3 separate regions of the Gossypium hirsutum genome follow, and regions 1 and 2 are each linked to region 3. Evidence: chromatin contacts called from public Hi-C data. All regions are on one chromosome and are shown on one strand. The core of a region is the stretch at or near the end of the contact, and the rest is flanking DNA. Distances in the headings are between cores, read along the strand shown.

Region 1 (3,112 bases), core at 73-2,572, 610 kb before region 3:
CTGATATGGTGGCAGCTGCTGCACTCCCTGTCGCTTTTCCAAAAAAGCTAAAGAGGAAATTAAAGATACAATCATAAAAAAAAATTTTAGGAGATCTAAAACAACAAAAAAGAAAATCAAGACAGGGTCTTTAAAAACAACAAAAACATTTTGAATGAACTTTTTTCTTCAAAGAAACGTCATGCTTCATCTAGAGTGAAAGAGAGAGCAAAAAGACGAAAAATGAAAACAAATAGAGAAGAAAAGGCTAACATGTAGTAACCAAAAAGAACCTTAAATATGAGTTGCAAAATGCTTCCATGTTTTCTTTCCCTACCGTAACAAAAAACAAATTAGAAACTTTGCAATAAAATAAAAAAAGCACATAGAACTCCACGCATTAGTTATACACCTTCTTCCTCGGGGTTGTCGTCATATGCTGAAGTCAATCATATTCTCTTCATTTTCAAGCTTAAATGTTGAAAAAGAAAAAAACTTCAAACGTTGATGGGTTTAAGGGTTGGGGCTAGGCTTATCGATATCAAGGGATAGTCTTGGGAGATCCACCGGTGGGTTCGATGTCCGAGGAAGCCACTGGCGATGGTGGAATCGGTGGCGGATAGGGTTTACTGGAAAGGGAGATAAGATGGAAAGAAAGGAAGAAGAAGAAGAAGGGAAAAGAGAGAAAATAAAAAAAGGAAAAAAAGAAAAGAAATAAAAAATATATTTTTGGTGAATATAAAAATATATTTTTAAACACTGTTAAAGTGACATTTTTGTGATAATCTGATAATATTAATGATATTTTTATAATAATACGATAATATTAGTGATATTTTTGTAAGTTTTGAAAATTTAATGGTACAAATTAAAAATTAATTAAAATTTAGTGGGATATGGTGGAGTGTACGTTTTGTTATTATATCAATAATTAAAATGATGTATAATTGATGAAAATATTAATAGAATTAAATTATTTTGGTAAGGATGATTTGAAGAAATTGAGAAAATATTTTTGCCAAATGGCAGAGAAATTAATCAAAAAGAAAACACTGAGCAGACCCGCAGCCATAGCCGCCATTTCCACTTCCCCCCTTTTTTTGTGATGATTAATAATATTCTTTTATTTACTGCTCCCATTTAAATTTTATTTATGACAACATTTGTCACTAGTCTTAAAAGTGGGAGAAAGGGGAGATACATGGACAGACAAAAGAGAAGACAGAAGAAGGGAAAGGGACTTCAAAGCACTGAATTATTAAAAACAAAAAGGAGAGTGATTGAGATTCTATTCTTGAGAGACGAGAGAGAGAAAGAGAGGGGGGGGGGGGAGTAAATAAAAAGGCTTTTGTTCTTTTATAAAATAAAAATATTCCCCAATTCATTAGTATTTAAGAGGCAGCTTCAACCCGATTGTTTCTCTGTCGATGAACTTCTCAGTATCTCCTCTTCCTCAAAAGTAAACCTAACATACAACAATCTCTGGTTTCCAGAGACTTCCAAAGCTTTTTCTTCATTCGTGGTGTCTTGCAGAAGTGGTGTCCGTTGTTCTTTACTTGTGCAATTGAGAGTTAAAAAGAAAAAATCATGGGAGATGACAAGTGTGTTTTAGTAATAAGAGAGTTTGATCCGAGCAAGGATTTAACAAGTGTAGAAGAAGTTGAAAAAAGATGTGAGGTTGGTCCCAGCGGCAAACTCTCTCTCTTTACCGACCTCTTAGGCGACCCTATTTGCCGGGTCCGCCATTCCCCTGCTTTTCTCATGCTGGTACTGTATATGATATCCCTCCTCCCTTTTGTCCCTTTTTTTTTTAAATAATCTCCATTACTAAATTCCACTATTTATCTACGTATAATAAATACAGCCTTTAACATTAATATTTTCTGCATCTTTGTAAACAAGCAGGTGGCTGAGTTAAGCTCAACAAAAGAAATAGTTGGGATGATTCGAGGTTGCATTAAAACCGTTACATGCGGCAAAAAGCTTTATCGCAATAGCGAAAGCAATCATCCCACTAAACCCTTCCCCGTATACACCAAACTCGCTTACATTTTAGGCCTTCGGGTCTCCCCTTCCCACCGGTATTTACTATAAATGCCCCAACAAACCATTTTTAGTACGTTAATACATCAGTAAATGAATTATTTTGATTTCTTTGTTGGGTTTTTTATCCACAAGAGAATGGGAATTGGGTTAAAGTTGGTCCGAGGAATGGAAGATTGGTTTGTCCTAAACGGCGCTGAATATTCCTACTTAGCAACGGAAAACGACAACAAACCTTCTGTTAAGCTCTTCACTGATAAATGCGGTTACTCCAAGTTCCGTACTCCTACTATTTTGGTTAACCCCGTTTTCGCTCATCAACTCCCCGTTTCCAATCGGGTCACTCTAATCAAGCTTCCGCCGTCCGACACTGAGTTGCTATACCGCCGCCGGTTCTCCACCACCGAGTTCTTCCCTCGCGACATTGACTCGGTTCTTAATAATAGACTTAACATTGGAACCTTTTTGGCCGTGCCACGTGGAGGCTGTTACACGCAAAAGTCTTGGCCCGGGTCGGATAAGTTTTTACCAGACCCGCCAGAGTCGTGGGCTGTTTTGAGTGTTTGGAATAGCAAGGACGTGTTTAGGCTGGAAGTTCGAGGGGCGTCGAGGATGACGAAGGCGTTGGCTAAAACGACAAGGATCGTGGACAAGTTATTGCCGTTTTTTAGATTACCGTCGATCCCGGAAGTGTTTAGGCCGTTCAGTTTGCACTTTTTGTACGGTTTGGGAGGGGAAGGTCCACGCGCGGCCAAGTTTGTGAATGCATTGTGTGCACACGCGCATAACTTGGCTAAACAAGGAGAGTGCAGTGTGGTGGTGACTGAGGTGGCGACTCTTGAGCCGTTGAAAATGGGGGTCCCACATTGGAAGAGTTTATCATGTGATCAAGATTTATGGTGTATCAAGCGACTCGGGGAAGAATACAGTGACGGGTCTGTCGGTGACTGGACTAAATCACCCCCTGGACTTTCCATATTTGTAGATCCTAGAGAAGTCTAAAATCTAACCTACAAAGAAGGAAAATCTTAGTCTCTCTCTCTCTCCTTTCTTTTGCAAATAATTTTGGGGAAGATAAAAAGAGGGAATT
Region 2 (3,176 bases), core at 174-2,673, 540 kb before region 3:
GGAGTACTTAGTTCCTGCGGTCCAGCAGGCAAATTTAAGTCAAAGTCACGTTGACTTTGGCTCGGTAACTTAGCACCATCGCTGCCGCTGTTGTTATTGCTGCCAGCTTCGTAGTGGCATCGCTTATGCCCTCCTAAAGCTTGACCTGAAGAGAATGTCTTGTTACAAATTGAACACACGTGATTCTTGTTACCAACTCGATTAATCATGAGAGGTAAATTTGTAGGCGGCGTGACTGTGGTGGCAGCAACAGCGGAGACATCAGCAGTGGTCTTGGTGGCGGCGGTGGTGATGGTGAGGTGATCTCCAGCTCCAACAACGAGTTTCCTGTGACTGGCCTTGTGTCCTCCTAAAGCTTGATGAGATGGAAATCCCTTGTTACAAACCGTACACTTGTAAAGGTTGAGGGAGGTTCTGGAAGCAGCCGAGGCTGAGGGAATGGTTCTGGTAGTTGTTCCCTGAGCCAGCATGAGAAGGCAAAGAGCTAAGTATTCTTCTTCGGTTGGTGGGTTTTCGGATCTGGGTCGTTTGGTTCTTTTCCTCTTGGTCCAGGGCTCAACACAGTGGAGGTCGACTATATCATCACGGTCCAGCAGTGGAGGAGCTGAAGTTGGGGAATTCAATGTGTCAAGAGCCATGATTCTTCTCTTGTTATGTGAGTGCTTCAGTGAAGAAGGAAGGATTGATTTTTATATGGAAGAGTGGAGGAAGTAGGAAGGAAAGTGGTTGATAAGTGGAGAGAAAGAAGGGTGAAAAGAAATTGCAATACTCTGCTCTCACCAATATTGGCACGTCTGAATCTGATCATAAAAGTCGTCCTTTGGAGAGTGAAGTGTGGTGTGGGCTATTATAGTTGTCAACAAAAGGAAATAAACAAAGGCTTCGAATGAATGGTAATAGATTTGATGTTTTGTTTCTAATGTCTGCTAAGTGGATACTTTGTATAATTGACTGTTTCCATTCAAACCAACAGCCCCCTGTTCTTCAACTTTTCTTGCTTTTTTTTTTTTTTCTTATCGATGAGTAAAAACAACAGTGAATAAAAGAGAAACTTGAAATCCGTCCAAAAACATAGTCAAAATTCGTTAGAAATTAAACTGGGTAAGATGGCAAAATTGTTAGTAGTGGGAGAAACATTGGAGATGGCTGGGAATGTAATGTCGGTATCTGAGTGTTGATGTCCTGTAATAAATCCTCATCGATGGGAGTGCACCATGTTTTGCACAGCAGTAAGTGGGGACTTGACTTCCCTTTTCGGTGGTCTGATTTTTATAGAGTGGCGTGTCGCTCGGTAATAGCGGTCGTGACTTTGCCGGTGGTTGGTGAGTCTTCTCGGAATTACGTGGGTCTTCTTGTCATGGCCCACGTCTCTATCCACCGCTGATTGATGATGCAACGACCCATTGTTGACTTGTTGCTAAGACATCCAACCTCAACAGTACATTGCGAAAGGTAATTTGTTGGTATAAGATATTCCTATACTCTTATGCAGTACATTTCCTTGGTATTCATGTAATGGTAATGGTACAACGCGTTATGTTATTGTACTGAACGAAATGGCAACATCGAAACGTAAAGGAGCTTGGTCGGGGCATCGAACCAATTCAAGGTTGAACTGAGAAACAACTTGAAATTAAACTTACTGGTTGAACCATCCATGTTGTGGCAACATAAAACTCCACAATCCAGATCCTTAACCCTGAAAACTCTGTAAATCGCACTTCATATACTAAAGATTTACGCAACTTGCAAATAGAAGTTTCAATCATCCAAGTAAATTGAAGAAAACAATTAAAATTTTAATTATTAAAACCCAAGCCCATATTCATACTCAAGCCCAAAATAGAAATATTAATACTCATATATTAAATCCAAATGGTAAATTAGTTAAGTAATTTTATCCTTTTTACTGTATAATTGAGGTCATTAGTTAATCTCATAGTGAAAATTTGTTTAATATAATTTAGTTTTTAATCTTAGAGGCAGGGGTTGTCAGTCCCGCCTCCTAAAATGATTTTTTTAATTATAAATTAGTAAAAGTAAAATTACACTTTATCTCTTAAAAATGATAAAAAATTAATTTAACCTTTTAAAAATTATAAATATATAAACTATTAAAATGGTGAAATTATATTTTTACTATCATAAAAATTACAATTTAATTCTGATCCCTAAAAATATTTTCTGATCACTTCACCCCTGCTTAGAGTATAATTCGTACTATTTTTTAATATAAAAAACATATATTAAATAATATTATTATCCTTTTTGAGTTCAATTAGTTTTCTTAAAAAGTATAAAACAAAATAAAAATAAAATCTTTCATGTTAAACTCTAAAAATAAAAATAAAAATAAAAATTTGTGACTTAACTTGAACAAAGTAATGATTAAAACTCTTATTAAATACTCGTTTGACATAAATTCGAATACCCTTAATATTATATTAAAAAAATTGTTTTAAAAGGCTGGTCACAATCCCCAAACTAGCCAATAAATTTGTATAATTACAACCAAAAAGAAAATAAAGTATATAATATATATTTAAAAAAAATCAAATAAATCAATCGAATCAAATAAAAACATTTGGTTCAATCAATTTTAGTACTATAATAGATTCGATTTATTTAATTTTATTGGTTTAATCGATTTATTCGATTTTTGGTAGATAAAAATTAAATTGATCAAATGCACGCCTTGATGTAGGACTAGAATTGTTTATAGCCTGTTCTCAATTTATAAATAAAAGGATAATGCTCTTTAGCGTACTTAAATTCATATCTCCTTATATTGACAACAATATTCGTTACAATCGAGTTGAGATTAAATTCGCCATATTTGAAGAACAATTCTAAGGCCTGCGAATCTGTGATAGGATAACCCCCAGGTACAGTAGTTAAAAAGACAATTAATTTTAAGCCGTTTTTGCTTGCATTCGTTCCACTCCCTATGGTGAAAAGCAAAAGACATTCACCCTGAAATCAGATCCCACAAAATCATGCTTTATTCTAAAAACAAACTCATTCTCTTGTTCAACTGAGAACAAACGAACATTGAAGAAAACCTGAAAGAACATCAAGACATTTAATTAGGAACTTTTTTATAAAGGAAGCAAGATGCTTGAGACTAGCTTGAGAAATATATAAAATATTTTTATAGTGAAATATGTATTCACTTG
Region 3 (2,950 bases), core at 351-2,850:
TTCTTTCTCATAACTACAGATCAAAACCAATAACAATTAGCACATGCCGGCATGAATGCATGATGTAACCACATGATCTCAGTGACACTGACAACAAGTTCAAAGTGTGAAGGTAACTAGTAATTGCCAAGGACTTACTGGTTCACAAAACTGAATTCGACCAAAAGTCTTCCAAGGCAAAAGAGAAGTTACCTGGAAGAGTACAAGAATCGAATGAAAGCCCGAACTGCATCTTGTGGAACACCATGGATGTGGATTGAAATTGGTCTTCTGTGACCAAATCCTTTTGCTTGTTTCAACATGCCTCTTAGTACAGGAGAAGCCATGCCCTGTTAGCAAAAAAGATCCAGTGAAGGGATTTGAGTCAATAAATTTGTTCAAGACACCATGTCCAAATTGCTAAATAGTTGCTATTAGCTTTATTTTCTTGTACATTAAAACACTAAACAACTCGATCCTACAAGGATTAAGGGGGCAAATGTGGCTTTCCTTTTGCTGGTTATGCTAAAAAAATATAACAACTTGCTCATGAGCTAAATGAATCAATGTCGCATTCCACCAAATGGGATTTCATTTCCAATATCTATGGTCTAAAACTGATATATAAAATTAAGTTGTATAACCAAACCATAAAAAAATGCCTGGTTAAATCAACAATATACGGAATCGAGATTGTTCAAATAACAAGGGTATTGCTCAAAGCATAACGTCCATTAATTTCATCATTAAAGATAGAAAAGACAAGGAGCGCTTACAACAATATTAGAATGCGCACAGATAATGCCACCATTATCAGTTTTAATGATAACATCAGTTTTATAGCCTCCATCAAAGAGCCTATCCCACAAAGCCCTGGTTGCTGTCGCGGCACAATTGTTTCCTCTTATGGCTGACCCATTCTTCATTAGTGACCCCTTCCGCCTACAATTTTTAGCTGGACCAGGTAATGGAGGTGGCGCTGGAAAAACCTTATTGGCACCTCGACAAGTTTGCTTTGTAATACATTCTTCCATCTTCCCCATTAACTTTCACTTTTGGAAGGCATTCAATGACAATCAAACTCAGGTTCTTTTTTTATTTGATCTGACAAAAGAATGAAATAGCAGAAACTTCGATGAGCAACACAGAATCACAAGTTTCAATTTGCATATTTATAGAAACATGACCAAAATTAAAGATTAATGAAATCTAAAACATGGGTTTTCAAGAAAAAACTCACCTTTTAATCTAAATCAAAAGTGTCTGGGATTTGGAAAATGCAGAATCAATAAGAAGAAATTAACATGTTTCCGTACAAAATCTCCAACGAATCTCGAAGAAAATGAACTCTTTTTAATTATATGAAAAAGAGAAAGCAAGAAAAAGAGAAGAATGGAGATGGCAACGATCTATCAGTTCCTCCGCCACTGCCACCGCCACCAATTCGGGTGCAGAGGCCGGAAAAAAAGTGAACCGGAAAAAACCGCCAAGGAATTTAATATTTAAAAATAAAAATAAAATCAACATTTATGTGCGAGTATAACATGCACGATTCTTCTTGCTCACTTCACGCGCTTGATTTCAATGAAAAAAAATGAATGGTTTTGGACAAATTCCGTTTTACTTTTTACAACGGGTGGTCGGGCGCTTCTATTTTAATGGTTGGTTGCTTTGGTTAGTTACGTGGACGGTGTGGGGCGGGAGTAAAAAATTGTTCTACACAAAGCCGTTTTGCCCTTACTTTTGTGCTTCATTGGGGGATTTGATTCCTCCTTAGGTGAAATTAATTTCGGTAAAATAATAAATTAAATATTATATTAATGAAGTTACAATCAACAATAAAATATAAGAGTGATGTAATTATAATGAGAAGGAAAAAATAACTACTAAGGATATTAAATTAAATTTTATATATTTGATAAAATAAATTAATTTACGTCATTATTATATTTAAATTATATTTATTTATGTATTTACATAAAATTAAAAAAATTATTAACTATTATTTGAAAGAAATGAATTAACAATAAATATTATAATTAAGAATATTAAAATAAAAAATTTATTAAAAACATTATCATTAGCTCAAAAAAGATAACAAGGTATAATGTATTGTTTCGTAGTATCCATAAAAAGCTAAAATAAAAAATATAATTATTATAAAAATAAGGTCATAATAAGAAAAGAAAGTAAGCTCCATGAATAGGCACTAAACATTGACTAAAACTATGTTTCCATCTATTAATTTTCAAATATTACATATTAATTACTAATATAATTAAATTGTTATATTTTAATGTTTAACTTTTAATACCTCTTAATGAAATGATGCAACAGTATTTTAACACAAATGATTAATGACTAATTTGACACTTAAATTATTATTAAAATATCATGTTAATATTTTTAGAATTTTTCTTAACAATAATTTTAAAATGTTCAAAAAAATTAAAAATATCAAAAAATTAAAAATCATAAATTTCTAAAAAGGGAAATTGTTGCTAAAATATTCAATTTTTTCCTATATAGTTGACAACATGACCATTTTTATTTTTTTAGAATATAAGCTGGATTTATAAAACCAAACCCAAGACAATGCCATTGGGCTACCAGAATAATTAGCATAAACACACCAAGACCTGGCCCAACAGATTGCCCCAACAATTAACAAAAAAAAAAAAAACCAGCAAAGCTTTTTGGAGACGCTTCACAAAGCAGAAAAATAAGTTTTAGAATTCTCCATCACCAAATCGACAAAAGCAACAAAAACCAGGGGAAAACTGTTCATTTTCCTTGGGAACGCGGCGGTCAAAACTTTTGTTGCTTCTTTATCCTTCATCGTCCAGTGCGTTTTAGTCCAGAGCTTCCAACAAGCTACGGTCTCGCTCAATCAGTATCACCGCAACCTTGGGATCCCATACCTCAAGAATATCCCCTATTTTTGCCGAAGACCTTCCCTGGCTAACTGGTT

Evidence for each region. A called contact is a pair of places that touch in the nucleus more often than the background predicts.
Region 1: a contact with region 3 is called in a Hi-C map of leaf, with 1.9 times the contacts expected there. The contact joins the promoter of LOC107888693 here to the promoter of LOC107942064 in region 3. A contact is called at or near these places in 2 of 34 Hi-C or Micro-C datasets (both in leaf).
Region 2: a Hi-C map of leaf shows a contact between it and region 3, with 3 times the contacts expected there. The contact joins the promoter of LOC107888695 here to the promoter of LOC107942064 in region 3. A contact is called at or near these places in 7 of 34 Hi-C or Micro-C datasets (callus and leaf).

Annotation. Positions count from the first base shown.
Region 1 is chrA11:63,148,366-63,151,477 of Gossypium_hirsutum_v2.1, reverse strand. It overlaps LOC107888693 (probable N-acetyltransferase HLS1), which reads left to right and starts at 1,322. Exons shown (of 3, transcript XM_016812865.2): 1 at 1,322-1,746; 2 at 1,885-2,053; 3 at 2,150-3,112. The coding sequence starts at 1,567. The coding sequence ends at 3,024.
Region 2 is chrA11:63,076,747-63,079,922 of Gossypium_hirsutum_v2.1, reverse strand. LOC107888695 (zinc finger protein ZAT10) reads right to left here and starts at 1,423. Exons shown (of 1, transcript XM_016812869.2): 1 at 1-1,423. The coding sequence starts at 638. LOC121209912 (a long non-coding RNA gene) reads right to left here. Exons shown (of 2, transcript XR_005905095.1): 1 at 3,174-3,176; 2 at 2,758-3,062.
Region 3 is chrA11:62,539,528-62,542,477 of Gossypium_hirsutum_v2.1, reverse strand. It overlaps LOC107942064 (BTB/POZ and TAZ domain-containing protein 4), which reads right to left and starts at 1,600. Exons shown (of 6, transcript XM_016875706.2): 1 at 1,220-1,600; 2 at 756-1,083; 3 at 193-329; 4 at 1-13. The coding sequence starts at 1,022. It overlaps LOC121209910 (a long non-coding RNA gene), which reads left to right and starts at 2,456. Exons shown (of 4, transcript XR_005905093.1): 1 at 2,456-2,950.